6 separate regions of the Mus musculus genome follow, and regions 2, 3, 4, 5 and 6 are each linked to region 1. A link is a contact called in public HiChIP or PLAC-seq, Micro-C and promoter capture Hi-C data. All regions are on one chromosome and are shown on one strand. The core of a region is the stretch at or near the end of the contact, and the rest is flanking DNA. Distances in the headings are between cores, read along the strand shown.

Region 1 (5,096 bases), core at 989-3,488:
AGAGTCAGAGGAGAAATTGTTCTGTGTGAGACAGCTCAGACTGGGAACTGGCATTTCTTCTCTCTGCAGGATCTATCCATCCACCTCAGAATTCAGATGGGGAACACTTAATGTCAACTTCAAATGTTTATTTGAATTGAAGGTTAAGTCATTTACCTACAGAAGCCTGACTCAGTAGTTGTTTGGTTCCATTTCATACCCCCCATGTGACTGAGACATTCTCCCTCCTCCTCCTCCTCCTCCTCCTCCTCTCCCTCTTTCTCTTCTTCCTCCTCCCTCTGTTCCTCCTCCTCCTGTTTTTTTTTTTTTTTTTGGTTTTTTTCTTTTTTTTTCGAGACAGGGTTTCTCTTTATAGCCCTGGCTGTCCTGGAACTCACTCTGTAGACCAGGCTGGCCTCGAACTCAGAAATTCGCCTGCCTCTGCCTCCCGAGTGCTGGGATTAAAGGCGTGCACCACCACGCCCGGCCCTCCTCCTCCTGTTGCTCTTCCCCCTCCTCCTGCTCCTCCTCTACAAATCAAATGCCTCTGTTTTCACTCCGTCCCTAGCAAGTGAGAAATGGCAGTGACCTTGACAATAAGCTCTGTGCCTTTGTCCCATCGAGAAGCCAGAATTTCAATGCACCTATGAGTCTTTTCCCAGCATGGAAGGTGGCGAGCCACCAGCACCAGACAAGGTTGCCTGACCCTTGCTTGGTCTGGAGCTAAACTCTCTGTTTGCCTGAGTAAAGGTGGGATACTTTTTAACCTAACTAATTATAGTTTTTGTCATTTGAGGAAAAAAACCCAAAGTTTAAAATACAGGATTATGGCTGGGCTGGAGAGATGGCTCAGTTGGTAAAAGCAAAAGGGCCGAGTTTAAATCGTCAAAACCCATATAAATTGAGGCAGGATAGTACATAAGATATAGTATGTGTATAATCTCTAATGTCTGTAATCCCAGTGGTGCTATGGTGAGGCAGGGGGTGGGGGCAGGAGACTTCCTGGAAGCTCTTAGGTCGGTACCATGGTACACACACATACACACCCCAGCACTTAGGCATGGCCATTCACAGGCAGGCAGGGTGGCACACATGCATGCTATTGATACAATTGTCTCCAAGATGCTTGGGGACAGATAGCCCATTTTTTTCAGATGCTGGCACACTTGGATCTACTTGAGGAGCCAAGTTGGAGATGGGTCCCACACAATTCACTCAACTCATAGCCACCCCTTTTACACACATCCTGAAGTCAAGTGTGATGTTTTTTGCGTGTGAAACCACAGTAGTACTTAAAAAAAAATTCTTAGAGCATCTGGGATTTGGGGATTAGAGATATCAATCTACAATAGTTAATTTAACAGAGAGTTGTGAAACTGGGCTATTGTTATTAATAACATCTGTGATTGATGGATAGGGGTATGGATTATCTCATTATGGTAGTTATAAAGGTGGTGTAGTTAAAAATAAAAACGGTTGCACAAGCAAGAGGAACATGAGTTTGAGACCAGCCTGGGAGACATATGTTGACCCTGTCTCTCTCTGTGCCCACCCCTGATTATTATATCGATATTATGGATGGTAAGTCTGAAATGACCCCTCAGGTCTTGCCGAAGCACCTTGCTCTTTATAGTATTGAGTTCATAGTTAAGTCTAATGTCTATCCTGCCCGGTTTCCTTATTCCAATAGATCTTTATCCTCAGGGACCCAGGGCCTCAATTCCGGCCCAGCCTGTTTGTCCTTATCGCTCTGCGACGCCGGCCATAGTCTGCAGGGGCAGATCTCGGCCTTTCCTTTGGGGTTCTTGGGGCATGATCGAGTGCAGCGTCAGAATCCCCAGGCCCTAACCAGGGTGGGGCCCCAGGCTTTTGCTACCGCCTCTCGCTCGCTAACCCTGCTTTCCTCAAAATTCTCAAAAGAAGGGGATACACTAGGGGAGGAGACAGACCCTGGAACTTCAGAAAACCATGGATGAGAGGGTCCTCAGAGTCCTCTGCTGCGAGATGAGGAACCTGGCCAGGTCCAAACCCAGAGACGCCAGAGAACTAGCCTGAGAGGTCAGGAACGGAGCAGAGGCTCAAACCTGGGTCACCTCCCACGCGCGACCTGGGTCCTCCGGGCACTGCGGGTGGGCGATGCCACCGGCTCTTCTGGTTGCTGTGGGAACCGGGAGTGACAGCGACGCCCTAGAAAGCCCCGCCCCACCCCGGCCCCGCCCCCCTCAGAGGGCTCCCGGGGCAGCCGAGGTGGGCTCAGTGATCTCGAGTCCCGCGAGCGGGCGGCATGGCGCGGCCCGTGCAGCTGGCACCGGGTTCGCTGGCGTTGGTGCTGAGCCCGCGGGAGGCCGGGCAGGCGGCGGGGGAGCCGGGCGGTCGCGCGCTCTTCCGCGCCTTCCGCCGCGCCAACGCGCGCTGCTTCTGGAACGCACGGCTGGCGCGCGCCGCCTCGCGGCTGGCCTTTCTCGGCTGGCTGCGGCGCGGGGTGCTGCTGGTGCGCGCGCCCCAGCCCTGTGTGCAGGTGCTGCGGGATGCGTGGCGTCGCCGAGCCCTGCGGCCGCCCCGAGGCTTCCGCATCACCGCGGTGGGTGAGTGTGGGGCGGAGGTCGCCAGCGCCCGGGGTCATAGCAACAGGTCCCGGGAGCGCGCGGGTTCCTGGTGTTAGGGGAGGGGGCACTTTAGGAAAAGTGAGGCTCGGGTCCGAAAGAGGATCCGATTGCTCCTTCCTTCCTTCCTTCCTTCCTTCCTTCCTTCCTTCCTTCCTTCTTAGCTTCCCTTTCTTTTTCCTTCCGTCTTTCCTTTCCTTTTTCCTATCTTTTCCTTCCCTTTCCTTTTTCCGTCCGTCTTTCCTTTTCTTTTCTTTCTCCATTCCTTTCCCTTCCCCTTTCCTTAACTTTGCCATCCTTTCCTTTTTCCTTTCCTTTTTTTCCCCTTTTCTTTCCCTCCCCTCCCCTCCCCTCAGCTCCCCTCCCCTCAACTCCCCTTCCCTTCCCAGTACCTGGTGTTCCTGTCCTGCTTGTCTTGGATGGAGGAGTGGTCTTAGGTCGCTCAACTTTCAGAAGTTTTTTGGGGGGGGGGCGGGATCGTCCTTAACTGGTGGGGAAAAGAAACAGATGGTGCTGTAGACACATCACACATCATTCACCAAACAGAGAAAGTTCCACCTCCCAGTCTTTTCGGACTAACCCATTTGTTTCTCGGTTGAGAAACTGAACCGCTGCACCAGTGGGGTGGTTACTGACACAGGCCACTAACCTCTGGCAACTGTGTCAGCTCCCAGTAACAGCTGGTTCTGTCCTCATTCTGTCTGTGGGGGCTGTGGGACCATTCGATGGTTTGGTGGTGACAAGAAGCCAGTTGTTTCAAGGAACCTCTCCATCATAGTCTGGTTCTCCTCCTCCTCCTCCTCCTCCTCCTCCTCCTCCTCCTCCTCCTCCTCCTCCTCCTCCTCCTCCTTCCCCCATCCCCAGAGAAGCACCAGCAAAACAAATTTGTTTTACTCCCTGGGGTAAGGGTCAGGGCAACGGGAGACACCTGATGCTGTGTGTGGTCTTGTCCAGGAATAGTGACCTCCTCTGGCCTGAACCTGGGAAGGCCTCTAAACTTCATGCCATCTGCAACCACCCACCCCCAGCCTGTCCCCATATTTCTTTGATTAAGAAGAGAGATGGAGCCCGGCATGGTGGCGCACACCTTTTATCCCGGCACTTGGGAGGCAGAGGCAGGCAGATTTCTGAGTTTGAGGCCAGCCTGGTTTACAAAGTGAGTTCCAGGACAGCCAGGGCTATACAGAGAAACCCTGTCTCAAAAAACAAACAAAACAAAACAAAACAAAAAACAACAAAGAAACAAACAAACAAAAAACAAGAAGAGAGATGGTTGCCAGACTACATAGATAGGGTCTCATCTCCTTTCCCATGCAGGAATGTCAAAAGAATGGTTTCCGGGTTCTGAAACAGGGAGCCAGGTACCCAAAGTTGGAATCTTCTGCAGACAGGCTGGATTTTGAAAAAAGGGGCTTTCAGTTGCGTCCTGGGCTTCTCTGGTTTGAATTAGTGGTTACATTCTCCTGTCTCCTGACTCCTTCCAAAGGGTGAGTATACTGTGTACTGCAGAGAGGGAATTGGATGCAGTGTGTGTGTGTGTGTGTGTGTGTGTGTGTGTGTGTGTGTGTGTGGTGTCTAGACCCCAGGGCTGAAGTAAGAGAGGCTTTATGTAACATCTGAGGCAGCCATTGTAGCCCAGGGAGCCGTGGTGTATGCTGGTTGTAGGCATAGAAAGGTGAGCTGGCTATTAATCCTTTCTATCATTGCTACACCTGAGCAGTGCCCACGGACACAAAAAGATTTGGCAAAAATCCTCTATGTTTATTTATATCTGGGTGTGCGTGCCTTGATACATATTCAGCAGTTGACTGACAGCTCTTTGGAGTCTGTTCTCTCCTTCCACCGTGTAGAGCTCAGGAATTGAACTCAGGTTTTAGTAACAAGAGAAAAACATAACAGGTTTATTTTAAAATTTTAAACATAATTTAAAGGTTTTTTTTTTTTTAAAAAAAAAGAATAAATGTTTATGTGGTGTGGGAGGGGCACACGTGTGCTCTGATGTGTGTATGAGAATCCAGGGGACAGCTTAGAGGGGGTCAGGTCTCTCCTTTCTCCATGTGGGTCCTGGGGATTGAACTCAGGTAACCAAGCTTGGTAGCAGGCATCTCTATGCACCGAGCTGTCTCACCGGCTCTCTTTATGTGATGTGGGAACCTTTGGAAATGATCCAAGGGCTCAGAAGAAATTGCCTGTTTCTATGTCCATCTTTGGTAAAGGATGGATGGCCAAGAAGAAATTGACGAAGATAGACCTACATGATCACATTCTTCTTTTGACTCTGTGTAGCGTCTTCCTTCTGCTGAGGCAGGATCTCTCTGGAGTGGGGATGTTTCTTCAGTGGATATATTTTTAAGATGTATTATTTTATATGTGTGTGAGCCTGAGTGTGTGCTAACGCGTCTTGTGCATGCCGATACCCACCGAGGCCAGAAGAGGAGTCAGATGCCCCGGAACTGGAGTTACAGCTGGTAGTGGGCCGCCATGTGGGTGTGAGGACTGAAACCTGGATCCTCT
Region 2 (5,096 bases), core at 1,851-4,350, 250 kb before region 1:
GCTGTCTCAGTTGGCTCAGCGGTTAAGAGCACTGACTGCTCTTCCAGAGGTCCTGAGTTCAATTCCCAGCACCCACATGGTGGCTCACAGCCATCTGTAATGGGATTTGATGCCCTCTTCTGGTGTGTCTGAAGACAGAGACAGTGTACTCATAAGTAAATAAATCTTAAAAAAATAAATAAATAAAACAAAATAAAATGCAAAAATAATGACGGCAACTATGGCCTTAAAACTATTTCTCCGGGGCTGGTGAGATGGCTCAGTGGGTAAGGGCACCTGACTGCTCTTCTGAAGGTCCGAAGTTCAAATCCCAGCAACCACATGGTGGCTCACAACCACCCGTAATGAGATCTGATGCCCTCTTCTGGTGTATCTGAATTCAACTACAGTGTACTTACATATAATAAATAAATAAATCTTTAAAAAAAAAAAAACTATTTCTCCAAGGACATCAAGGGTGAGAAGCAAGGGAGCGGAAGGCCGACTGATTTGGGGGTCTCGTCATACCTTTCAGGCCGTGTTTCAGACAATGTTCCATGACCACGAAGAACTGCTGCAGAGGAGGGTAGTCAGAGTCCAGCGTGCGGCCGAAGCTCAGGGCAGACTCGATGAGCCCTTTGATACTCAGTTTAGCCATGTTTAACAGGTTGGCTCTCTCCACGGCTGTGGGGTCCTTTGTAGCTGAAAAAATGCAAGAAAGCCCAACATCATCCCCAGGACAAGACAACAGTGGCGAATCCACAGATCTGTCCTTCCCCGTGGAAGTCTGCTCTCCCGTGCTTGGCAGCCGGATAGCTCCTCAGGCCAGGTTGCCACAACACGGCCTCTTTCTTCTCTCTCACAAGCCACAGCAAAGCACCATCCACGCCCACTGTGGCCATGCTTATGAACTATCCTCAAGACTCCACACAGAGAATAATAAGCTTTATTTTCTGGCTGGTGAGATTGCTTAGAGAGGATGTGCGGGACGGACCACTTGAGCTCCATCCAGAACCCACAAGCCGGAGAGAATGTCTCTGACCGTCATTTATCAGGCACAGCACATTTGTGTCTACCTACTGCGTGCTCGAGCACACACACGCACGCACACAATCACTAGCCACGGCCCACTGTGCCTACCTACTACACACATCTTAAGGTAAAATGGCTTTCAGTAAAGATAAGCTTGCAAGTACAAGCCACATGTTTGAGGATTTTGCAAATGGTGGGTAGCAGGCATGGTCTAGGTCTAATGATTTCCAAGCAAGAATAAGAGGCTAAAGAAATGGCTCAGTCATTAAGAGCATTTGCTGTTCTTCCAAAAAGCCAAAATTTGGTTCCCAGCATCCACTAAGATGGTTCACACCTACTTGTAACTCTAGCACCAGGTGGCCAAATGCCCTCTTTTGACCTCTGAGGTCAACACACACACACACACATACACACCTTTATTTCAAAATCAGGCAGTGGTGGCTTGCATCTTTAATCCTAGCACTTGAGTTAGAGGCTAGTCTAGTCTACAGAGTGAGGACAGCCAGGCCCACATATTAAAACTGTCTCAAAAAAAAAAAAAATCAAAATACACTAGCAACAAAATAAAAGGTAAAGTTATCAGATTCCAGAATCTCCCAGAACAAACATCACAGGGAAAACAACAACAACAGAAAAAAAAAAAAAAAATCAAAATATTTTGACAAACCCAAGGTAGTCTTCTGTGCCTTTGACCTAAGCAACTAGGAGATTGGTTCCAGGCCGGCCAGGGTTACACAGTAAGACCCTGTCTCGAAAAAAACACAACTCCCAGGTCAAAAGAAAAGAAAAAAAAAAAAAAAAAGGAAAGAAAAAAATTCTAGTACGGGCTGGAAAGAGGTTAATTCCCCATACCTGTGGTAAGCGCTTAACTCCAACTCCAGGGAGACCCGACGCCTCTGGAGGCCCCTACACTCAGGTACACACTCATTAAAAATAAAAATAATTTTTTTTAAACCAGCTGTTCCCCCAACACTCTAAACACTGCCGAGTGGCACAAATATTTTTCTGCGAAGATAGCAAAAGAGATGTGAAAACCAAACCTAACATTTATTAATCTCCAGAGAACTCTGCCATGTAGCTGTTTCTGTAGTCCCAGCGTCTGTGATTCTTGGGTCCAGCCTGGTCTAAACAGAGTGTTCTGAGGCAGCCAATGCTATATAGAGAGACCTGTCTCAAAAACAACCTTCAAGTAAATGACAAACCCAGGTGGTCAGTGCGTTCACAATTTAGTGGCCCACTCAAAACAAAACAAAACAGCTGGGCGTGGTGCGACACACTTTAATTCCAGAATTTGGGAGGCAGAGGCAGGAGGGAATCTCTGAGTTCGAGTCCAGCCTGGTCTACATAGCTAGCTCCTGGACAGCCAGGACTATGCAGTGAGAACCCGTTTCGAATAACAAAACAAGAGTCCCCTTGCTCTGGCACTTGGCTATGGTTTGCATCCCAGCTCTCTTAGGCTGACTTCCTCCGCAATCTGAAACAGCCCGGCTGGGTGATGAAGGATATGGCCACATCTTTTCCTCCACTCTCCGTCGAGGTGTGATTCCCTCCGTCCACCCCCGCTCCCGAAGTGAAACCACCTGACGTTTAATAATCGGCAGAATTCTCTTTTTAAGAGTGTTCATCACAACCTGTAACCTGCACCGGAGGAGCCTAGGACAGCGGCTGTGCAGCAGCGACCGCAGGTGGGGCTCCTCGGCAGTCCCTAGAGGCGGCCCCGCTCCCTCTGCGCCCCCAGCCTGCAAGGGGGCCCCGCGGAGCGCGCTCCTGGCACTACACCGCTCCCCTCCCCAGCCTTCCGCCCTGCATCCGCGTGACTGGGAAGCCATCCCTGTCCCTGGACGCCCTGGTCCCCGCCCGTCCGCCGACCCCAGCCGCCAGGCCCCAGGGCGGGCGGGGCGCAGGGATGCGGGCGGGCGGACGTTGCCATGGAGACCCCGGGAGCCCCCGGTTCCCGGGTGACTGCGTGACCCAAGCGAAGGATGGTGACCCCGGCTGCTGCCCTTACCCATGGCGGCGGTGCGTGCGGGACACGGGCTCGCGGAGCGGGTCAGCAGCTCCCCGCAGGCGCGCGGCGGCCACCGCGTCTGGCCCGGCTCGGCGCTGCCACAGCGCCCCTGGCGGCGGGAGGACGCCACGGCCGCGTGAAGCTGGTCCCCGCCGATCACCCCCACCCCCACCCCAACCCCCATTTGACCAACCCTGACAGCGTCAGAGAAAGAGGCGTGACGGGGACCTGGGGCACAGCGCCAAGGGAGGATGTAGATGCGGGCCTCAAGCTACCTGTCAAGGTTTCATCCTTGCAGGCTGGATGGGTTTAAGGAACACACCGGCCGACTCGGAGCTAGCCGACAGATTTTAGAAAACCTCACACAATTAGCAGAGCCGGCGGCTTGTAATGCCAGCATTTGAGAGATGGGAGTTAGATGGATCCGTAGTTGAAGACCAGGCTCACTTACATAATGGATTTGAAGCTCGCCTAGTCTCAAAGGAAGACACTAAATCCAGCTGCTAACCCCAGCACTCAACAGGAGTGGACGCAGGAGGACTGCTAGGACCTTGAGGTTACTCTGAGCTACCTAACAAGTGCCAGGTCGTCTAAGGATAGCTACAAAACCCCTGTTGCATGTAACAAAATGTGATACTTTGTAAGTGGGTATGGTGGACCTAGAAAATACCAACTCTTAGGAGTTGGAGGAAAGACACAAGACCCCAGTTCCATGTAACAAAATGTGATACTTTGTAAGCGGGTATGGTGGACCTAGAAAATACCAACTCTTAGGAGTTGGAGGAAAGACCTAGAGTGTTTGTTGCTTAAAAAAAAAAAAAAAATCCTTTCCTTAGTGAGGTGTAAACAACGTCTACCAAATGCTTCCAAAATTCTGAGGACACACCAAAAATGATTAACACCGTTCCCGCTGAAGAAGCAGTGAGTTATGGGGGATACTGGGGAGGACTTCGAAATCCCTCTAGGAATGATGACTCCTTCCTGGCTGCAGATAGTCACCCCTCCACTAGCCCCTCCCTTCCTATATGTTAGTTCCTCCCTAAGGCCATTTGCAGTTAGGGTAGAATTGCATACAACAGCTTGCAAGAGAAAGACTGGTTGTTCCTGTGAAGGTCCCATGACCCTCCCTCCCTGCCCTCCTATGAGGGAATTCAAGTCAACTTGCCCAGCTGTGATCTTTTGCAAGCAGATGTAGGCCAGTTTGCTGAAAACAGTGGTAGTTTTGACTCAGTCCTGTACAACACAGTTCAAGATCATTCTCCCAGACATTCGAGATTTCAAGGCCAGCCTGGGTTATACAGGGCTGTCTTTTAAAAAATGCACAGGCACACACACACACATGAATGCTTCCTCCTGCCTTTCAACTTGCCATAGATAAAACTTGCAACAGGCACCTGGGTGTGCTGCCTGTCATATACCTATAACCCCGGGATCCACCCTTCAGGCAAAAGCAAGCAGATCTTGATTCCGGAGCTAATAAACCCATCTCAAAAACTTAAACCACCAAAAGTGGGTAGACAGATGCAAGTCACAATGTTAACTCAACACTCTGGTTTAGAATGTTAAGAGATAGTTGCCTGAATCCAGCTGTCTCGGGACCAACGTCCATTCTGCTGGCAGAGTCAAAACTGAGTTCATGGTCCCAGGCCCCAGACCCAACACTTATTCTGCTTCTTCAGGGGTTTCATGTTTGTCTGTTATCCAGTAAAGGGGGGGTTGCCTTATCTAAAACAAGGCATGCAAGCATTGCTGGGGGTGAACTACCTGACTGCATGCAGCTTGCCCACTCCTTTGTTCCCTTATCATTCTGAATTCCAGACCAGAGTCCAGGGGGAGACCTGACTGCAAATCTGAATCAAGGACCTTGAAACCAGGTGACCCTGATAAGGCCCAGTCACCAATGTTTTAAGTCCTTGCTCAACCCCCTTGTGTTAAAATATGCTGGACAATGCTATGGCCCGGCCCATGCTTTGGGGTTCCATCCTTAAAGATGCTGTACAATTTCTCTTCTGGATCATAGTGAACTCCGAAGTCTGTTCTGTGTCTGTGAGCAATCAGTAGTGGCCTGAGCACTATA
Region 3 (5,096 bases), core at 918-3,417, 220 kb before region 1:
CTTCTTCCGAAGTCTAAATCGAAAACATAGAAACCATCCTATCAGAGCCGCGAGATAAGCAGCCGAGAGTTGGCTGTGTTCTGCCCAAGTCAATCTTCTGGTTTTCTAGTCTTGTTTGATCTGAAAACCTTAAACTTAAGAAAGACAAGGGGGAGAATTCCTGTTGTAAGAGCTGGAGGCTGGGGCTCAGTTGGTAGAGGGCTTGCCAAGCGTGCACAAAGGCTGGGGGTCGATCTGATGGCCAGCACTGCACAAACTAGGTGTCTGAGTGTGGTGGCTCATGCTTCTAACCCCAGCACCGAAGAGTCAGAAGCAGGAGAACGGAGTCATCCTTAGATGCGTAGGCAGTTTGGGCTAGCCTGGACGACATGCGGAACCATCTCAAAGCAAACAAGAAGTGAGTCTTCTCCTTTTAAAAGGTATATGAGCAATAAGGGAAGCTGGACACGATGAACCACTCCCATGGCTAGGGAGGCTGGGGCAGGGGAACTACCACAAAGTCAAGTGTTGCAAGAGATCAAACACAAAGAGCCAGACACCCAAGCTGCTTTAAGTAAGGAAGCAGACTCTCTCTAGAGGGTGGCTACCATAGCTCCTGAAAGCACAAGACGGTAATTTTGTAAGTTTCTGCCTTTGTACTTGATACATGGTTACATATATTCTGATCAGTATTCAAACTAGAAGGCAGTAATGGTTAGAACTGGGGAGGGGTACGGGTTAGGGTCAGTCTACAAACAGGAGAATGCCCACCAGTTTGGCCAACTCTCACCAATACCTGGACTAGACATTAATCAGCCTGTGTGGCTTTTTCTTGGGCCTCCAGGGCCCACTCCTACCTCCTAACCACACAAGGTTAGCCTGGTCTACAAAATGAGACCCTGTATAAAACAACAGCAACAAAACAAACACTTGGGAAGTGGAAAAAAAGAGGATCAGAGATCAGAAGGTCAAAGCCGTCCTGGGCTGGCTACACATCTCAGCTCGAGGCTAGCCTGGGCTACCTCAAAAACTGGAAAATACCAAAAAGGGCTTCTACCACAGTCGAAAGCAATTAGGAAGTACAACTAAAGAGAGCTAGTCCTGTCCATTTTCCAGATAACTGATATACTGGGCATGCCAAAGTTCAGTGGCATAGCACCTGCTGTGCTGGGCATGACAATGTTCAGTGGCACAGCACCTGCTTGCTGTACCTGGTCCGCCCAACTACTGCTTGAAGGAAAAAAGAGGGACGCGGGAAGCAGCATGAAAGGTTCACTGCAATTGCTGCCAGGAGCTGCCAATCATACTAATCTTTATGGCATTAGAGGGCTTGGACCTACTGTATACCGGGTGTAACACCTCCAGGAGCTCTTAAAAGATATATTGAAGGGATGGCACGAGCGCCAGGAGATGCCTCTAAACTCAGGCACTTGCATATGTACACTTAAGTAAATTTAAAAATAAATAAAAGCCGGGCGTGGTGGCGCACGCCTTTGATCCCAGCACTCCGGAGGCAGAGGCCGGCGGATTTCTGAGTTCGAGGCCAGCCTGGTCTACAAAGTGAGTTCAAGGACAGCCAGGGCTACACAGAGAAACCCTGTCTCAAAAAACCAAAAAAGAGAAAGAAAGAGAGAGAGAGAGAGAGAGAGAGAGAGAGAGAGAGAGAGAGAGAGAGAGAAAGAAAGAAAGAAAGAAAGAAAGAAAGAAAGAAAGAAAGAAAGAAAGAACGAACGAACACTGGGTCGTCTGACTAAAGGCGATTCCTGGCAAGCCTTCAGCCCGGAGTTTGACCCCGACGTCCCACGTGAAAGAAAATAACTAGCACGGGTGCTCCTCCGACCGCCACAAGCGGGTCTTCCGCACATGCAAATAAGACAAAATCAAATCCAAAGTATCAATGACAGGGGTGGGCTGACGTGTGAAAAAGCAGCGGGCTACACCAGCAAGCTCAGGTCCCAATTAAGACTGGCCGACGATCACCCTCCAGCTAACACCCGGGAAAACCGCGCAGGTCCCGCTCGCGCCCGCCGCCCTCCCGCAGGCTCACAGCTCCACCCGCGGCACGGCCTCCGCTCCGCCGTCCTCTTCCAGCAGCAGCAGGTCCAGCTCGTCCAGCGGCTCCATTCCTGCCGAAGCCCGCCGGGAGAGCGGGCAGCCGTAACTCGCGGCGCTAGAGAAGCGCCAGCTCGCTGCGCATGCGCAGCAGGCGCCCCGCGCGCCAGCGGCTCCCGCGCTCTCCGCGCCGGGAAGCACAGCGCCGGACCGGAGGCGCTTTTCCGCCGTCTCCACTCCAGGACCGGATGCCTGCATGAACCTGCTGGGCTGCCGCGCAACTGCACGCGTCTCATAGCAATCCCCCGTCTCGGGCTTTTCAGAGCAGGAGAGCGGGAGATGCAGCTGAATTTCCACTACGAACCTGTCTTGTTGCAGGGATCTGATGCCTCCCACCCTCTGGCCTGGAAAGGCATCCTCATGCACATAGTGCATAGTACTCACAAACACACACACAAACAAAATAAATTTTTTAAAAAGTAAATCTAAGCCGGGCGTGGTGGCGCGCGCCTTTAATCCAAACACTTCAGAGGCAGAGGCAGGCGGATTTCTGAGTTCGAGGCCAGCCTTGGTCTACAGAGTGAGTTCCAGGACAGCCAGGGCTACACAGAGAAACCCTGTCTCAAAAAAACAAACAAACAAACAAAAAAAACCAAGCCATCAAAACAAGGATAAAAAATTACTTTTAATATCATATGGATTCTATAACAGACATAGAAGGCAATTTCTTATTTTAGAAAATATCTTCAGTTCTCTTTATTGATAATATAATTGCGATATTTATTTTATAGATTTAAATTACCTTAAGATTGAATGGAATAATTAGCTACAATGTAGTCCAGAAATTAAAATATACAAAAGAGTTTTATAAACAGACTTATCCCCACTCCTGGTACATTTACAAATCACATGATACATTTTTATTTTTAAAGTAAAGATTATAAAAATGAAACTAATTCATCCAATTTTTTCCAAGATGTGACAAGAAATATTTATATACATGAAAAAATGCAGAAATAACATTTGCAGCTTAATTTTAATGTTTTAAAAATCACATCAGTTCTACAAATAACTACCTCTAGAGAAGGCTTGATGCTTCTACTCCATGGGTCATGCTTACAACAAAAAGTGTTCTAAACACAATGATCAGAATTCTTATATTCTAAACAACCTTTTTAAAATGTAACAATCAAAATGTGGTTTATATTTACGCTTCGGACTATGACACACTAAAATTACATTACATGGAAGAACTTATATCTTGACATAATACCTCAGAAACATTGCTTCATCTAAATTGATGGTCCATTTACATTTCCTAGTACATACCAAGTTATTTTAGACAAGCATCTACAATGCTACTCTCCTTTTAAGGGCAAAGATATTTAATCTTTATCATAACTGCCTCTGGGAAACGCAGTGGCATGATAATCAAAGTTCATGGTAATAGCATTTGAACAAGACCTGGGACTTTCTTCATTTGTTGACAATCTCCTTTCAAATACAACAGTAATTTTATTGAGAAGGAAGGACAACTGGGGATATACCTCAGTGTACAGCTGACTTTCTGATGGGATCTCATCATGCCTGCCATGTACAACGTCCTGGACTCAATCCCCAAAGAGAGTTAGAAAGAAAGAGCGCAAGGAAGGAAGTGCTTCTCAAACCACTAGACGGAAAGGTGTCTTTTTACCCACTGGAGAGAATTCTGAGAAGAAACATAATAAGAACACTACTTTGTTGCTGGCTCTGTTTCACAGACCTTACATTTTCAGTTCTCATTCTGCTACAATAAAAGGAAGTCAGCTGATTTAAATAACATTACACAATGTTAGAAGGCTGGAGATGTAGTTCAGAGGTAGAGCGCTTATCTAGCAAGATAGGCAGAGAGACCCTGAGTTTACTCCCCAGAACAAGTAGAGAAGGGACAGAGTGGGAGGGGAAATAACGAGCGGGGTTAGCGGGCTGGGGTGTGGACCATTGGCAGTGTGCGATTACACAATCAGCATGCATGAATGTGATCCCCAGCACCATCCTAAGAAAGGAAGAGGCCAGTGACATAGCTCAGTGGCATGGCGCTGGCAGGCTGGGGATGTGGCCTAGTGGGTACATGTGCTTGGCATGCAAAGGCCCTGGGTTCGATTCCAGCCCCTCCCCCTCAGTAACCACAATTACAATGCAGAGTTTGGAAAGTATGGTAGGACTAAGGGCAATCTCTTGAACTCAAATGCGAACCTTCTTTTCCTTCCAAATAACACTTTACCCAAGATGGCTTTTCAAGGTGCTAAGGTATAACGTTTGCCATTAATAAATATGTTGGAGCAGGCATGGTGACCCATGCCTGGAATTTCAGTATGTGGGAGGCAGAGACAAGAGGATTGCCTCTCTACAAAGAGGAGGTCTCTCCACAGTGAGGTCCAAGCCAGCCAGGGCAACATACAGAGATCCCATCAAAAAGAAAAAAACAAATTATGCTAAGAATTTTTGATCTGTGATTTTAAAACTCAAAGAAATCAAGTATTAAAATACCAGTGGTTCCTGTATCAGGGCGAACGTCCCCTTCAAGTAATGTTTCCTTCACAATTAAGGTATCATCATATATATATGCATGCGCACACACACACACACACACACACACATCCTTCTGAGAATTTACTGAGGAAAATAACTACAAATCATGATTTTTTTTTCTTTCAGTTAAGGTGAAAAAATTGCTTCATCAGCTCATACGTTGTGAAAGCCACAGCTTGAGAGGGGATACAGCGGATGTAGTTCAGAGATAAGCCACGGTACAATCCTCTCCGAATCCCATGCTGTCCATAGACGTACTTCATGGTCTCCCGCATGGTACTGAAAGGCAGTGGAAAATGATATAGCAACCATCCAAAGGGGACAAGCCACCACAAGGTGACAAGACAACTCAAGAGCCCAGAACAGCTTCGTTTGTTTGGATGGTTCCTTCAGACAGAATGGTGCTCTGCAGCCTGGGCTAGCTTTGGACTATAATCTTCTGCCTCCCAAATGCTGGGCAAAGAGGGCTATGCCACCAGAACCAACCTAGAGTA
Region 4 (5,096 bases), core at 814-3,313, 220 kb after region 1:
TTTCACACACCAGTCTGATTTTCTTCTCATCGCTCATCTGTCTCTGGAGTATGGTTTAGAGCACCTGAGTTCTAGAACAGGTCTGGCCACTCACCCCAGAGTGTGAGAAGAGAGGACTAGAGAGAGACTCGGGAGCCCAGGGTCATCTTTGGCCTACACAACAGGTTCAAAGCCAGCTGGGGATACGTGAAACCCTGCCTCAATAAATAAAAATATATAAGGAAGTAAATAAAAAAAAATCCCCATGACTCAGCAGCAGCAAAAAAAAAAAAAAAAAGTCCCCGAGTGAGAAAAATCTCCCAGTGATCACTTTCAGGTACTAGTTTTGGTTGTTTGGGTTTTGTTTCTGTCACTGTGATAAACTACCCTACAAAAGGCAGCTTAGGGAAGAAAGGGCTCAGGGTCACATTTTAGCTCACGCTTCCAGGTTACGAGAACAGTGCATCATTGCAAGGAAGTCAAGGCGGCTTGAACTTGAAGCAGCTGATTGCACAATCCAAAGCAGAGAGGAACAAATGATTGCTGGTTTTCTCTCAGCTTGCTGCCATCCGGATCCCTAAACCAGGGAGGGCATCACGCTGCCTACTATGGGCTGGATCTTCCCACACCAAATAACCAAGACAATCCCCCTTAGGCCTGTCCATAGCCATCCTGATCCGGGCTATCTCCGTCCCTGAGACTCCCTTCCCACGTGATTGTAGGTTGTGTGAAGGTGACTAAATTATCCATCTCTACTTCTAATTGCCTTGAAGGTGTCGTGAGAAACTTCCTGAAGCTGTTAACATGATCTTTCGTTTTGTTATCAGGGCTTTAATTGAAGCTTATCATGAAAAGGGACCAAAGGCAGAGGAGAGAAATCCCAACAGATACTAAAACTCCACACGGTGTGCGCTGGGTCTCTGTGCGCCTCGGTTGCTACAGTTGAGGGTTTCCAGGCTCTGAGGGGGCTTCTGAGGAGAAGTTTCTAAGGAGGGCTTCATTTTCTCTATCAGGGCTCCTGAGCTATGAGATTCTAAAGTCTGTCCTTATCAGGAAACCTTAAGGAATCAGCAGGAAGCCCAGAACAAGGGGAAGGAAACTCCTCCCACCCATCAAAGGATGGCCAAGGGGCAGGCATCTGAGCAGCCGAGGAACGGACACCCTGAAGTGGAGAATGGTTGAGCCCTCAGAGCAAAGGCAGAGAAAGCTGTCTCGCTACAGATACAGCGTAAAACCACCCTTACTGTGAGGCTAGCACAGAGTGGCCATTCCCGCACCCGCACCCCCAAAGCCCCGCAATCTTCGAGGCCAGGGAACGGCTAGTCCTTTATGAACGGCAGCATCTGTGTCTCTGTTTTCACATTCCACGGCCCTCTGAGGGGGGGACCTGCCCTCCTTGTTCCTGATTTTTGCCTTACTCAAGACCAGAAAGAAAAATTTTTTTTCGAAGTAAACAAACAAACAAACAAAAAAAAACAGGAAAAAAAGATGCAAACATGCATGGTCTCAATCCCTGGGGAGCAGCTGATTTTATATATATATATATTCCTCACCTGTTTGTGAGCTAGAGGGAAAGCCAGGAATTCTAGCAGACTCTGGACGTTAACGGAGACCGCTCATCCTGGGGGCTGAGAACCCAGCTCGGCTCGGAATGTTCCCTGCTTGTGCCTGACTCTGTGCGCGCCCAGCTTCTCTTTGATGTGCGCTGTGGATGAGCCGAGCTCAGTTCTGGAACAGCTGAGTCCTCCTGTCTGTTTAGATTGTTACCTGAAGGAAGGGAGGGGGAAGAAAGTGCTGATTCGACTTTTTGATGGGGAAAACTTTTTTTTTAAACATGCAAATGACAGATGGCAGAGCTTTTTGGAAAAAGAAAAAATAATAACCACACAGCAAACGCCTAGGGGGAGTCCGGTGGAGTTTCATCATGGGTATGAACAGTTGTTGTTTTTTTCAACTTTCTTCTTCTTTCTGGGTGTTGATGTGGATCTCTTTCTATTTGTTCAGGAAACTGTGACGTGTGTTCTTGGGCAGGGTCTGAGGTTTTGGAACCTCTTTCTAAAAGGGACAGAAAGAGCACCCTGCTACATTTGCTAATCCAGAGGCTGAGTGGAGCCGAGCTGGTCAGGATGCAGGTTCCCGTCGGCAGCAGGCTTGTCCTGGCTCTCGCCTTCGTCCTGGTTTGGGGATCTTCAGTGCAAGGTAAGAGACCCAGGATCTTTAATTCTCTGCTCTGAAGGCATCAGCATATGCACAAGTAATTGTCTTCATCTGAAGGTGCAGGGTGTCCTATTGTGGGAGGGGAGGTAAGGAAGGATTTCAGGTGCCTCAACAACCTCGTGTGAGTTTACTTGAGTTTGGTCTAAAAAATAATAATAATTAATTAAACTCTAAGGTAAGTGGTGGCCTTAAAACCTGTCAGGATGACTGAAAAGTGTTCTTATTTTTTTGGGTAAAGATGTGTGGTTTATTCATTTAAAGCATTCAAGAAATAAATGGAAAATTACCCAACTGATCTACTGAGATGGTGGCATCATGGAATTTTCTAGAATAGCATCCTATCACTGAGTTGTCTGCATGAACTCCATTTTGATATAAGGTCTCATGTAGCGTAAGATGGTCTTCAACTTGCTATACAGCTGAAGAGGACCTGGAACTTCTACTTCCCGAGTGCTGGGATAACAGGTGTATGTCTCCATGCTGGGTTCCAAAGAACGGAATCTGATGGCGCTGTTATTTTAACAATGAAAGAGGCTTTTGTGTGTGTGTGATTTTCTGAGACAGGGTTTCTCTGTGTAGCCCTGGCTGTCCTGGAACTCACTCTGTAGACCAGGCTGGCCTCGAACTCCGAAATCCACCTGCCTCTGTTTCCCAAGTGCTGGGATTAAAGGTGTGCGCCACCACTGCCCGGCTTTTTTTTTTTTTTTTTTTTTAATTGGGGTAAATGTAGCTATTTTTACTTTCTTCTTAAGCTCGGCTCTTACCAAACATTCAATTTTGGCTAGGCAAAATGCTAACTCTAAAACAATATTTTAGAAACAGCCTGAGGAGTGTTAGCATTTGTGCTCTCGTCCAGAAAACAGGTTTTCGTTTGAAAACCTGTCTGTAAATTTGACTGTCTTTTACAGCTGTTCAGTCATGCTGACTCAACCTCAAACTTTTTCTAAGAAGATGGAATGTTTGTAGAACAAACAAACAAACAACAACTACAAAGAAGCACACTTTATTCGCCTTAATATTTAGGGAACTATGTCTAAATGAGGCAGAAGGTCATGGCCTGATAAATAAGTTGCCGAGTTTATGGTTGAAAAACATAAAGGAAATGTTGAGTCACAGCGACATACGTGTCCTGGAGTTTCTTCGAAGTGACTCCTAGCTGTAGCGTTCTTACTTCCGGTCGAAATGACATCTCACAGGTTACTTCAGAAATTCCTTGCATAGTGGAAGTTTAGAAACTTATTTTCATGGGGCTATGCTAACGTCGTCATCGGAAAACAGGAAGTGACCTTGCTAAGGCTCACTTCTATTTATGTAGCTTTGTGATATTGGCGCCTACACCCAGGGCCTCATGCATGTCCGGGGCTCTGCTACACAGCTAGAGCCACACTTTTCCCTTTGACTCAGAATTCAAGTTCATGCGGATCTTTCAGGGAAAAACCTTTGGCTTCATGAAATAGTCCCCGGTAGCCACGTGCTCTGGCAAGATGGACAGCTGTGAATTCCGCATTTGTGACACCTGGCTCTGGGTGTCTCTCTACCAGAGGCGTGCATGTAAGCCTTTCAGTTGCAAAAGTTCCCAGAAACATCAAACTAGACTAAAAACAAAACCTTGTCTATTTCATCACGAGCCAGAAATTAGGAAGGAGTCGGGCTGGGTGGCTTCTAAGGCACTCAAGGTGCAGAGGCAGGAGGGACTGTGAGTTTAAGGCCAGCCCAGTCTTCGAGAGTTCCAGGATAGCCTGTGCTACTAGTGAGATCTTATCTCAAAAAAAAAAAAAAAAAAAAAAAAAAAAAAAAAAAAAGCATGGGGGGGGGAGAGGTAGGGGAGGAAAGGCTGTCTTTTATCTTTTATGTCATGGTTGACTTAGCTCTTAGTTGGGAACAGAAGCAAAGAAAGGAGACAATGAATGAGCCAAAAATCTAGGGTGTTTCCAAGGGGTTCTTGGCTTAACGACTTTGCTCATCTCTGAACATGAATGTGGGTGTTTGGCCACGAGTTAGTGATTAAGCGGCTACAGCAATGACACTATGTGTCTTACCACTTGTGTCCTGCCACGAGTGATTAGATACCATACCCTCTCTGTCAAATCGCTTACCCCAGGATAGCCTTGAGCTCATTTTTTAAAAATTATTTATGTATGAGTGTTCTGTGTGCATATACATGGTACATGACAAGAGAGAGCATCGGATCTCATTACAGATGTTTGTGAGTCACCCAGAGATTGCTGGGAATTGAGCTCTGGAAGAGCAAGTCGGTGCCCAGCCCCTTGAATTCATTATGAGCTGAGGGTGGCTTTGAACTTAAGTATGTGTGCTACCATGCCCACTTTGTGGAGTGCTGGGAACCAATCCTAGGTTTTGGTTGCATGCTACACCAGTTTACCAACTCAACCACAAGCCCAGCTCTCGCCTTATCTTTACAAAGATGTTTAAGGACTGGTGTGTCTGTAGTTTTCCTGTCTAAGTGATGAGATGCACCGGGATTTTAGCCTGTGATCTTAGGTTACTGCATTTACGTTCTGAGATTGCCGTAACAAAACACCATAGACCAGGTACTTAAACAACAGAAATATAGCCAGGTAGTGGTAGCACATGCCTTTAAGCCCAGCACTCAGGATGCAGAGGCTGGAGGATCTCTGAGTTCGAGGCTAGCCTGAGCTACAGAGTTAGTTCCAGAAAAACCAAGACTACACACAAAGAAACCTTGTCTCAAAAAAACCAACCACCAAACAGTAGTTTATTTTCCACACGCACATTGTACCAGAGTTTAAAACCCAATCCAAGATGCCTGGCCCCCGTGTGTTGGCAATGTTGGCTTCACTCTGACACCTTTCTCATCTATGGTGCCTGTGTCTTTTCACACAGCCCCCCTTCTCTATTCCCCATTATTCTCTCCTTAG
Region 5 (5,096 bases), core at 869-3,368, 190 kb before region 1:
GGAGAAGGTAGGTCACTAGGAGTAGGCTTTGAGGTTCAAAAGACTCCCATCATGGCCAGTGTATATATACACACACACACACACTCACACACACATTGTGTACACATTGGTTTTTCAAGACAGAATTTCTCTGTGTAGCTCTGGCCATCCTGGAACTCATGCTGTAGACCAGACTGGCCTGGAGCTAATTCTGCCTGCCTCTGCCTCCCGAGTGCTAGGACTAAGTAACAAATGTCTTTTTAATCTGAGAAGAAAATAATTACATTCCCAAAACAGCTGCAAGCTATGACCCTATCTTTCCATAAGACCTCATGATGTGTATTTTTTTTATTGCCAGTCATAAATAATTAACTGAGCCGGGTGTGGTGGCGCATGCCTTTAATCCCAGCACTCGGGAGGCAGAGGCAGGCGGATTTCTGAGTTCGAGGCCAGTCTAGTCTACAAAGTGAGTTCCAGAACAGCCAAGGCTACACAGAAAAACCCTGTCTGGGAAAAAAAAAAAAAAAAGAAAAGAAAAACCACATAAATAATTACCTGATGACAACTCAAATAATCAATCATTGTGGGGAGGGAGAGGTTAAGAGATACAAACTTACAAACACCTGCTTACTGAAAGGGAGAGGAACCCTGGCACATGCAAGCCATCTGGTAGAGTAAGCACAAAGCACAGTGCTTCTTTTCAAGCAGTTACAAGCTTGTTTACCACGATTCCTGGAACCAGTTTTGGTTGTAGGCAGTTTTCTTTTTTTGTTTTTTGATTTTCCGAGACAGGGTTTCTTTGTGTAGCCCTGGCTGTCCAGGAACTCACTCTATAGACCAGACTGGTCTACAGCATGGACTACAGATTTGTTGTTCTTCTCAAGCCCCTCCCACTTTTGTCCATCAGTTTACCATCATCTATCTACAAGATTAACCAAAACAACAAAGCCAGGGATCTTTGCTATCACCTCCATCTATCTTCTATCGCATGACAAGGTCTGCGGGCCTGCTTCTCCAACTGTTTGGTTTTTGTTTTTTGATTTTTTTTTTTTTTTCGAGACAGGGTTTCTCTGTGTAGCCCTGGCTGTCCTGAACTCACTCAGACCAGGCTGGCCTCGAACTCAGAAATCTGCTTGCCTCCCAAGTGCTGGGATTAAAGGCGTGCACCACCACCACCGCTGGGCGGTTGTAGGCAATTTTGCACAATATCCTTAGTCATTTTATTTTGTTTTTGAGACAGGGTATCACTTTGTATTCCTTGCTTGCCCAGAACTTGCTATGAAGACCTGGTTGACCTCAAACTCAAGATCTGCCGACCTTTGCATCTGCCTGGTGCTGCGATTTAAGGCACATTCCACCATGTCCAGCTCATATCCTAGTCTATTTTTCAAAGTTAGCCTCTAGAGACGGACTGTGCGACATGTGCCTGTAATTCCAGCACTTGGGATGCAGAGGCAGGAGAATCGGGAGTTCAAAGCCAGCGTCAACTACATAAGGCTCTTGAGGTGGGGGGGCGGGGGGGAATACATTAAATATTCTCAAATCATTATCCGCACGCGCGCGCACACTCACGCGAAGGGGACGCGAGCCCAAGCTGGCCTCCACCTCCAAAACTTATTTTCCTTTCAAGCAAACAGCAAAACCCAATCCTACACTGTCACACGTGTTGTTTGTAACAGAAAGGGGTGGTCCCCACCATGTCCCACCTAAAGGATCCTGTTTTCAACCTTAAGAAATAGGTGCTTGGTTCAGCGGAGGGATTAGCCCCGGCTGCAGGGGCTGACGTGAAGGCCCGGCTGGGTGCTGCAGCAGGAGAAGCTCGGGACTGTCTGATCGGCCCGCGGACCGGCTTCAACACCCAGCCCCGGGGTCCGGGCGGCGGATACTGACCTCCGGCCAAGAAGGAACGCAGCCAGTAGAAGTCTCGGCGTGAGGTCGGGCCCCCGCTCCCAGCCGCCTGCGGCACCGCGGGTGCAGGCTCGGCCGCCGCCAGGGCCGCCGCAGCCACCAGGGCCGCCATCGGGACCTGCGCCACGTCCCGAGCCTCCGCTGCCAACTTACAAAACACTGGGCAGCACCATGGCTGGAGCCGGCTCTGACAGGAGCCCAGCCGCCGCGCGGGCGGGGCCAGATGATGCCCATGGCGCGCGGCGGCGAGGAATGATGACGCACGCAGCCGCCGCTGGGACCCGTCCAAGAGAGCAAGGCGGAAGTGGGCGTCACCCAGGGGGTCTGCGACACTCAGGGTCCCGGGTTTCCTGCTGAAGGTTTGCGAGCCTCTTGAGCCAGACCAGTAAATTCAGGCTTGCAGTCTCAGCACGAGCGAACCTGATGACTCCTGACCATGGAGATCAAGACCCGCTTGAGCTATGTAGTGAAGCTCATGCCTGTCATCCCAGCACTCAGGACTCTGAAGCAGGGGCATCACCTCCAGACCAAGACCAGCATGGGTAACTTAGTGAGTTCCCGACTAGCCCAGGCTGCAGAGAGAAAGATACTGTGTCAAAAGAAAATGCTAGACAAGCTAGCTGGCTCAACGGCTGAAGGCACTTGTCACTAGGCTGGCCGACCTGAGTTGTCTCCAGACCCGGCCTAGTTGAAGGAGACAGTCGATTCCCACAAATTATTCTTAGACCTCCATACATGCAACTTGGCAGCACGCGCGCCCACACGCGCACACACTATAATAAATGTTGAGAGCCATAGAGATGGCTCAGCGGTTAAAAGCACTCTTGTTCTTGTAGAATACCTGGGTTTGATTCGCGCGCGCGCGCGCGCGTGTGTGTGTGTGTGTGTGTGTGTGTGTGTGTGTGTGTGGTGTGTATGGTGCCTCTGGCATTAACACAAGCAGCTCAGCCTTCCCTGTCTTTCTGATCCACTCCCATCTTCTGATCTCACACACGATAAATTCTTTAACCTGCTGTCTTCACAAACTCTTTCTCTTTTATTTCTCCTTCTTTTCTTTTTCTTCCTCTCTCCCTGCCTTTCTCGGGACCGGCTATGGAGGCTTGGCTTGTTTGGAGATTCTAGCAGGGTGACACATCTATTCCCACACCCTTTATCAAAGATGGTGTCCTTCTCTCTTAGGGGAAGGTCATCTTTGTCCAAACAGGCATGTAGTTCTGGAAGCCATGTACATGGAGTGGGAAGAGGGGAGGAGACACTCACATAGACAAGCAGGTCGCCAGGCGTGGTGGTCCACGCCTTTAATCCCAGCACTTGGGAGGCAGAGGCAGGCGAATTTCTGAGTTCGAGGCCAGCCTGGTCTACAGAGTGAGTTCCAGGACATCCAGGGCTACACAGAGAAACCCTGTCTCGAAAAACAAAAATAAATAAATAAATAAATAAAAAGACAGCAGGTCAACTTGGTAATCAGTGGAGTGACAGATGGTGCAACTGCATCACCCTCACATCTGTGACCTAGGACTAAATACTAAATATGGCCCAGCCTGGTCTCTAGCCTGAGATACTTCTGCCTCAACCCTGCATGTGCTAAGAGTACAGGAGGATTTCACCACCACTCCTGGGGTGATCTTTATCTGTGTCTCTCTTCCCCCCTTCCTCTGTATCTCTCTCTCTCTGTCTCGGTTGTTCTCTCTGTGTGTGAGACGGGTGTCGGGGGAGAGAAAAAAAAAACAAACTAGGGATCCATTGACCTCAGAGCTTATCAAATGCTAGGCATTTGTATCTGACATCTAGGTTACAGGCATTTAAACTCCCCATCTTCTCTCCTAAGTATACTGTTCATTCAGCTTTCACCCTGCCACAAATGGGAACATTGTGTTCTGTCCATACACTAGAAAGACCACAGACCAGTCAGTCTCCCTGCTTTCTCTTGCTCTCTACTGTCTGTTTTTGACACAACAGCTAAGGCATTAATTCATTCATGTTGTGGTTGGGGGAACACATGTGTGGAGGTCACAGAACAGCTTCTGGAGTCAGGTGTTTTTCTCCTCACTACATGTGTCTCTTGTGGCTGGAACTCAGGCCTTTAGGTGTACTAGAAAGTACCCTTGCCCCACTGTGCCGACTTGCTGATCCTAAAGATGTAAAATAGCTTGGCATCGTGGCTCATACTTGTAAAGACAACATTGGAAAGGCTGGGGCAAGAAAAATGCCAAGAGTGTGAAGCCAACCTGCCCTACATGGTTCTGTCAAAGCCACCCTGAGCTACAGAGTGAAACCTGTTAGAAGAATAAGATTAAGGGCTTGAGGATGTAACTACGTTACATAGACTGCAACACGTTCTAATAGGACCTTCAGCACCAAAGTAACTGGATGTGGTGCTGTGCACTCCTGGGCTACATGAGAAGGAGACCCATCCTAAGCAAAAAAAAAAAAAAAAAAAAAAAAAAAAATTCTGTTTTTCTGTGTAGCCCTAGCTGTTTTAGAACTCACTCTGTAGACCATGCCTGCCTCTGCCTCCCACCTGCTTGAACCATAACTATTTCAGTAAAGAAAAGATAGTCCAAAAATAGATAGATAGGGGCTGGTGAGATGGCTCAGCAGGTAAGAGCACCCGACTGTTCTTCTGAAGGTCCTGAGTTCAAATCCCAGCAACCACATGGTGGCTCACAACCATCCCTAATGAGATCTGACTCCCTCTTCTGGTGTGTCTGAAGACAGCTACAGTGTACTTACATATAATAAATAAATAAATCTTTAAAAAAAATAGATAGATAGATAGATAGATAGATAGATAGATAGATAGATAAAAGAAAAAAGAAAAGATAGTCCAGTCTGTTTTGCTTAAGTTTCTGGTTCCCTTACCTGTGACTCTCCAGTATTGTACAGCAGTTTGCTGACCAATTTCCTTTTCTTCTGATACAGATTCTCATGGAGCCCAGGTTAGCCATAAACTTGCTGCAGGGTGCCCCACAATAATGTAAACTTTTAATTTTTTTAAAGATGTATTTATTGTGTATGAATGCTCTATCTGCATCTATACCTGCATGCCAAAAGAGGGCACCAGATTACATCATAGATTTGTTGTGAGCCACCATGTAGTTACTGGGAATTGAACTCAGGACCTCTGGAAGAGCAGTCAGTGCTCTTAACCACTGAGCCATCTCTCCGAGAGAACACACTCGTTCTTTTCTTCTCTTTTCTTTTCTTTT
Region 6 (5,096 bases), core at 1,575-4,074, 160 kb before region 1:
TCTTTCTTTCTTTCTTTCTTTCTTTCTTTCTTTCTTTCTTTCTTTCTCATTTGTTATGTAAGTGCATTGTAGTTGTCTTCAGACAGGCCAGAAGACAGCATCAGATCTCATTATGGTGGTTGTGAGCCATGTTGGGATTTGAACTCAGGACCTGGGAAATAACAGTCAGTGCTCTTAGCCACTGAGCCATTTCGCCTGCCCAAAGACCTGAGTTTCTTTCTTTCTTTTCTTTTATAATTAATTAATTAATTAATTAATTATATGTAAGTACACCATAGCTGTCCTCATACACTCCAGAAGAGGGAGTCAGATCTCATTTCAGATGGTTGTGAGCCACCATGTGGTTGCTGGGATTTGAACTCAGGACTTTAGGAAGAGCAGTGGGCACTCTTAACCGCTGAGCCATCTCACCAGCCCCAAGACCTGAGTTTCTTAAAGGGGTCATGGAACAGTCCCTGGCAGACAAGACTGATATGCTACACAGTTGCCAGTGGCAAATTGCTTGATGGGTTGAGGAAAAGTCCACAAACCTGGACACAGAACTAACTATTCACTGCTGAGGTGGTGTGAGCAGAGAAATAAAAATATGTTGTTTGTTTCCTTCATATGACTAGAAAACATCAGAAAAATCCCAGCTCCTGATAAGCTATTGTAAATGGAGTAGTAACTGCCTTGCATGCTATTATCTCTGGAGACATTGCCTTTAGTACCAGTCCTGCTTCGTCCTTTTTTGAGTCCTTGCATTAAGCCTTGCCTTCCTGTGAATTTTTGTATTCTCCTGTTCTCTTAAATTTGTGCTTATGCCAAATTGTGGGAGTGAGTTCTCGACACCCTGATGTGTGGATTTCAAGGATCAAACTCAGATCTGTAGGCTTGGCCAGAGGTACTGATAATCTGTCCCATTTCAAAGGCCCGACTTTATCTTTTTTTTCTTTTTTAAAAATTAAATTTATTAGAGGCAGGTGGATTTCTGAGTTCGAGGACAGCTTTGGTCTACAAAGCAAGTTTCAGGACAGCCAGATATACAAAGAAACCCTGTCTCAAAAAAAAAAAAAAAAAAAAAAAAAAAAACCAAAAATTATTTACATTCCAAATGTTGCCTCCCAAAGGCCCAACTTGAAAAGAATTTTTTTTGTTGTTTGTTTTTTGAGAAAAGAAAATTTTAAGTCCGGCATGGTGGCAGAAGCCTTTAATCCCAGCACTCGGGAGGCAGAGACAGGTGGACAGGGGTGTTGGGGCTGGAGAGATGGCTCAGTGGTTAAGAACATTTACTGCTCTTCCAAAGGTCCTGAGTTCAATTCCCAGCAACCACATAGTGTGGCTCACAACTTTTGTAACAGGATCAGATGCCCTCTTCTGGTGTGTCTGAAGACAGCTCTAGTGTACTTGTCATATATATAAAATAAATAAATAAAATCTTAAAAAACTATTACAGGGTCTCACTCTATTAAGGCTGGCTGGGAAAAGAGATGTTTGCCTGGTTTTGCTAGAGTGTTTTGTCTTATTTGTCTAAAAACTTATCTGTCAATATTTCTCGCACTTTATAGGTATGGGAAGGAGAATCAGTTCAAGGTCAAAATCTAATAGAGAAAGGGAATGAAAGAAAAATAAAGAAAAAAAGAGAGAGCCAGGTTTGCTTTTTTCTATTGCAAAGATTAAATTGAGGCCTCAGTCTTCACCTCTGAGCAGAACTCAGCTAGAAGTGCATTTCTGACCTCCAATCAGGTTACTTTATAATCCCAGCACTGGAAAGGCTGTGGCTGGAAGATTCCTGCCTTTGAGGGCAGCCTGGGCTACACAGAGACTTTTAAAAGCTAAACAAACAAACCCGTTATAGCTGGTACCTAGTTAAGAATACATTTAAAGGATTTATTTAGGGTGTAAGCTTGACAGTTTGGGACTATTTCTCCGAACAATCTAGGGACATTTATTTGTTTTATTTTGTTTTGTTTTTTTGAGACAGGATTTCTCTGTATAGCCCTGGCTGTCCTAGAACTCACTTTGTAAACCAGACTGGCCTATAATTCAGAAATCCACTTGCCTCTGCCCCCCAAGTCCTGGGATTAAAGGCATCTGCTAGGCTATCGAGGGACATTTATATACCACAGTTCAGGTATGGAATTGGGGGAGTGGAGTGTAAAGCCACAAGCCAGTTTTCTCCCTTCCACCTGAAGCAGTAGATTTCCTTGTCTAAGGGCAGACTTCTGGAAGAAGAGAAAGCTATCTTACCTTGGGATATGCCTAGTTAAAGTCAAGCCTGAACCTCATGGCAGGAATTTCTCTCTTACTGTATTTCCATTTCCTATAAAGTGATTATGATCACTAATGAGTCCGCAGTCAATGGCTAATCAAAATAAAGATGTAGGGAAAAAATCAAAGCTAATTTGATTTCTCTTTGGTCTTGAAGTTGGTTTGACACCTCTAGGATGTCACCTGGATGACCCGACTCGCTTCTGGAAACATTCGTTTTCGAGATACCTTTACTCCCATCTGATTAGAGATACTCTGACTCCCATCACTGAAAGAGATGGTGACCTGTAGATTTCAACACTCCTTTGACCTAAGAAAAAAGGGGAGGGAGCGCGGGCGGAATTTCAGGAAAGCCTAGGAAGGAGTGGACAGGAGAAGGGTCGAGAGGAGTCCGGCTCCGATTTGGGAAAATCCAGCTCGCATTTTGCCTCTCGCTCAGCGGTACAGGGTCCAGCAAAGGCTGTGCCCCAGCTACACTCCTAGAGGTCTGTACTGGGGAGACACCGCTGCTCTGGGGGGGGGCGAGGGCTGACCTGGCTGGGAGTACCCGCGCACTCCGCTCGTGGAACACTGCACTCTGCAACTGGTTTGTACAATCCCGGGGTCTGTATTCGCCCCTGGACGTCCTCTCCCTCCCTGGTCATGTACCTCTACCTGCCTCTTCTACGGGAACATTCGCGGAGCAGCTCCCCAACCCGGGTGCTCGGGCCCTGACCGTGCCGGATGGTAAGTGTCCATCCTAGGCCCGCCTGAACTCCTTGGCGCGTGCCGGAGCCTCAGGCTCCAAAGTTGCACGGACCAAGACCCGCTGGAAAGTTTGTCCAAGGATTGGTGCAGGCTTCTAGCAGGGGTGACCCGCGCTGCCCTGGGATCCAGAGGCAGTTTAGGGTGAGCTGGGGCGGCAGCAAAGAGCCGGGGAGTTGGGAGAGGGTACTACTCCGTGGCGGGACGGAGCTGGGGGGCGGATCTCGATCGGGCTAGGACTTTGCACGCCGCGATGCTTGGTGATGACTCGTGCGAGTCAACTCCGCGCCACGACCCCCTATCCCGGGCCGCTCCGGGTCTTTCGTGGCGGGTGACTAACAATGCTCGCGGGGGACCTTACAGCGCTCCCCAGAAAGTTTAGTTAGCCCTGGCTAGGATCGGTTCGCATGGGGACCTCCAGACTTGGCATCAACTGGAGATCCTGTAGGGGAAACGCATGTATGGCCTCTGGGAGGTCCCCAGACAGGAGTTCTTAGAAAGTCTGGGAGTCTGCCTGTAGGGAGGCGATAGCTTTTGCCAGCGAGGAGTGGGGAGCGCGAGCTGTCGGGTTCAGAAGTGTCTCACGCGTTTGAGACGTACCCCATCCTTCGCGGATGAACCCTAGAAAGGGGTTGCTGGGAGCCACTTCGGGAGTGCAGGGGACCTGGAGGTCTGGGAAAGGCTGGTCCGGAATTGGGAGGTTCAAGAAGAAGCAAGAAAGTAGGATATGTTGCCAGCGCCGAAACGCAAGTTTTTGGAATGCTACTGACTGGTTCTGGGATCCTGGAGAGGGGATTGAGGGCGTACGTGTGCTCGCAGCGGCAGAGTGAGTGCCTAAGACTTATCGTGCTGCACGTGAGCTCCGGGAGCTCGCGGTCCCTGCCTGGGCTGAAGAGACCACCGCCTACTCCGCGGGGTAGGGAAGCAAATCTTCCTTTTTCCGGAGGGGTGTGCTCGCCTATGATTATTCCAGCGCTGGGTTGGTAAAGGCATAGAGATCTCCGTGAGTTTCAGGGCAGCTAGGGCTGCATGGTGAGACCAGTCTGAAAAAGCAACTTCCCCTTTCTCTTACTCTCTCCTTCACCTCCAGTGTTCGCCCATTAATCCACAGGAATGAGTCAGGAAAGAAGTGTCCGGCTCCAGTTGCCCTTTGGGAACTGAACTGGGTACGTTTCTGACCCACTAAAATTAATGTGACTTTAAGAAAGACTTAATGCTGGAGCAGCGATAAGGATTCCCTGACTCAGCCGGGCGTGGTGGCGCACGCCTTTAATCCTAGCACTCGGGAGGCAGAGTCAGGCGGATTTCTGAGTTCGAAGCCAGCCTGGTGTACAGAGTGAGTTCCAGGACAGCTAGGGCTACACAGAGAAACCCTGTCTCGAAAAAACAAAACAAAACCCAAAAAAAACAAACAAACAAAAAGGATTCCCTGTCTTCCCCACCCCCACAACTCTTTCCAAGTGAACCAACCATCCTGAGCTGAGCGGCTACTGAGGAATTTGCAATGACTTTCCAGACCTTGGGACTACCACGACAGGATTGGTTTGGGGTGGAGTTGTGCGCTCACGCCGGATGATTGGACGAGGGGGCGCCATAAAGCAGCCCTTCCCCTCAGGTATTGGTTTCTTTTCTTTTCTCTTTTTTCTCTTCTCTTCTCCTTTCTTTTCTTTTCTGTCTTCCTTTTTTGTTTTTTTTTTTTCGAGACACGGTTTCTCTGTATAGTCCTGGAACTCACTTTGTAGACCAGACTGGCCTCGAACTCAGAAATCCTCTTGCCTCTGCCTCCCGAGTGCTGGGATTAAAGGAGTGCCCTACCACGCCCGGCAGGTATTGGTTTCTTGAGGCAAAAACAATTTGGAGAGTATATTTAGATTCAGTTACACACAACTGAATATAGTTAATTAGGTATTTATGGGTATAGTGAAGCTTAATGCTTCCAGACCAGCCGCTAATAATTAAAAAGAATCTCAGATGCTACAGTTTATGGCTTCCTGGGTTTTGATGTCTGTTTTAAAGAATTTATGTGTGGTAAGGTGTCACTCTATTCCAGACTGACTTGACCTTTACTGGCAGAAGCTGGTCTCGAACTTATGACTCCTCCT

What was found. Promoter capture Hi-C pulls out the DNA fragments that hold promoters and counts their contacts. A called contact is a pair of places that touch in the nucleus more often than the background predicts. HiChIP or PLAC-seq counts read pairs in DNA pulled down with a chosen protein or histone mark.
Region 2: a contact with region 1 is called in a Micro-C map of embryonic stem cells, with 2.3 times the contacts expected there. The contact joins the promoter of Rufy2 here to the promoter of Stox1 in region 1. A contact is called at or near these places in 9 of 39 promoter capture datasets (the 3T3-L1 cell line, the HPC-7 cell line, cranial neural crest and 6 more), 2 of 484 Hi-C or Micro-C datasets (both in embryonic stem cells), 3 of 115 datasets of contacts at active chromatin or transcription factors (craniofacial prominence, embryonic stem cells and neural tube) and 3 of 9 other capture datasets (adipose tissue, embryonic stem cells and liver).
Region 3: a contact with region 1 is called in a promoter capture Hi-C map of stem cell-derived epiblast-like cells, with 3 times the contacts expected there. The contact joins the promoter of Dna2 here to the promoter of Stox1 in region 1. A contact is called at or near these places in 16 of 39 promoter capture datasets (the 3T3-L1 cell line, 3T3-L1-derived adipocytes, the HPC-7 cell line and 10 more), 1 of 484 Hi-C or Micro-C datasets (embryonic stem cells), 3 of 115 datasets of contacts at active chromatin or transcription factors (embryonic stem cells and neural tube) and 3 of 9 other capture datasets (adipose tissue, embryonic stem cells and macrophages).
Region 4: a contact with region 1 is called in an H3K4me3 HiChIP or PLAC-seq map of embryonic stem cells, with 3 times the contacts expected there. The contact joins the promoter of Srgn here to the promoter of Stox1 in region 1. A contact is called at or near these places in 3 of 39 promoter capture datasets (cranial neural crest, embryonic stem cells and second pharyngeal arch cranial neural crest) and 3 of 115 datasets of contacts at active chromatin or transcription factors (all in embryonic stem cells).
Region 5: a promoter capture Hi-C map of hematopoietic stem and progenitor cells shows a contact between it and region 1. The contact joins the promoter of Slc25a16 here to the promoter of Stox1 in region 1. A contact is called at or near these places in 8 of 39 promoter capture datasets (the 3T3-L1 cell line, cranial neural crest, hematopoietic stem and progenitor cells and 4 more), 2 of 484 Hi-C or Micro-C datasets (cerebellum and nephron progenitors), 4 of 115 datasets of contacts at active chromatin or transcription factors (cardiomyocytes, embryonic stem cells and neural tube) and 3 of 9 other capture datasets (adipose tissue, liver and pancreatic islet).
Region 6: a promoter capture Hi-C map of liver shows a contact between it and region 1, with 3 times the contacts expected there. The contact joins the promoter of Tet1 here to the promoter of Stox1 in region 1. A contact is called at or near these places in 13 of 39 promoter capture datasets (the HPC-7 cell line, cranial neural crest, fetal liver and 9 more), 2 of 115 datasets of contacts at active chromatin or transcription factors (both in embryonic stem cells) and 3 of 9 other capture datasets (adipose tissue, liver and pancreatic islet).

Annotation. Positions count from the first base shown.
Region 1 is chr10:62,723,236-62,728,331 of GRCm38.p6, reverse strand. Stox1 (storkhead box 1) reads left to right here and starts at 2,238. Exons shown (of 4, transcript NM_001033260.2): 1 at 2,238-2,564. The coding sequence starts at 2,264.
Region 2 is chr10:62,978,256-62,983,351 of GRCm38.p6, reverse strand. It overlaps Rufy2 (RUN and FYVE domain-containing 2), which reads right to left and starts at 3,100. Exons shown (of 18, transcript NM_027425.4): 1 at 3,020-3,100; 2 at 508-681. The coding sequence starts at 3,023.
Region 3 is chr10:62,944,100-62,949,195 of GRCm38.p6, reverse strand. Dna2 (DNA replication helicase/nuclease 2) reads right to left here and starts at 2,167. Exons shown (of 21, transcript NM_177372.3): 1 at 2,027-2,167; 2 at 1-13. The coding sequence starts at 2,103. It overlaps Slc25a16 (solute carrier family 25 (mitochondrial carrier, Graves disease autoantigen), member 16), which reads right to left. Exons shown (of 9, transcript NM_175194.2): 9 at 2,702-4,881. The coding sequence ends at 4,725.
Region 4 is chr10:62,504,724-62,509,819 of GRCm38.p6, reverse strand. Srgn (serglycin) reads left to right here and starts at 2,063. Exons shown (of 3, transcript NM_011157.3): 1 at 2,063-2,178. The coding sequence starts at 2,106. It overlaps Gm51804 (a long non-coding RNA gene), which reads right to left and starts at 2,016. Exons shown (of 3, transcript XR_003949006.1): 1 at 1,866-2,016; 2 at 1,533-1,746.
Region 5 is chr10:62,917,655-62,922,750 of GRCm38.p6, reverse strand. Slc25a16 (solute carrier family 25 (mitochondrial carrier, Graves disease autoantigen), member 16) reads right to left here and starts at 2,118. Exons shown (of 9, transcript NM_175194.2): 1 at 1,870-2,118. The coding sequence starts at 1,999.
Region 6 is chr10:62,885,052-62,890,147 of GRCm38.p6, reverse strand. It overlaps Tet1 (tet methylcytosine dioxygenase 1), which reads left to right and starts at 2,824. Exons shown (of 13, transcript NM_001253857.2): 1 at 2,824-2,976. The region is part of intron 2 of Gm51805 (a long non-coding RNA gene); the gene reads right to left.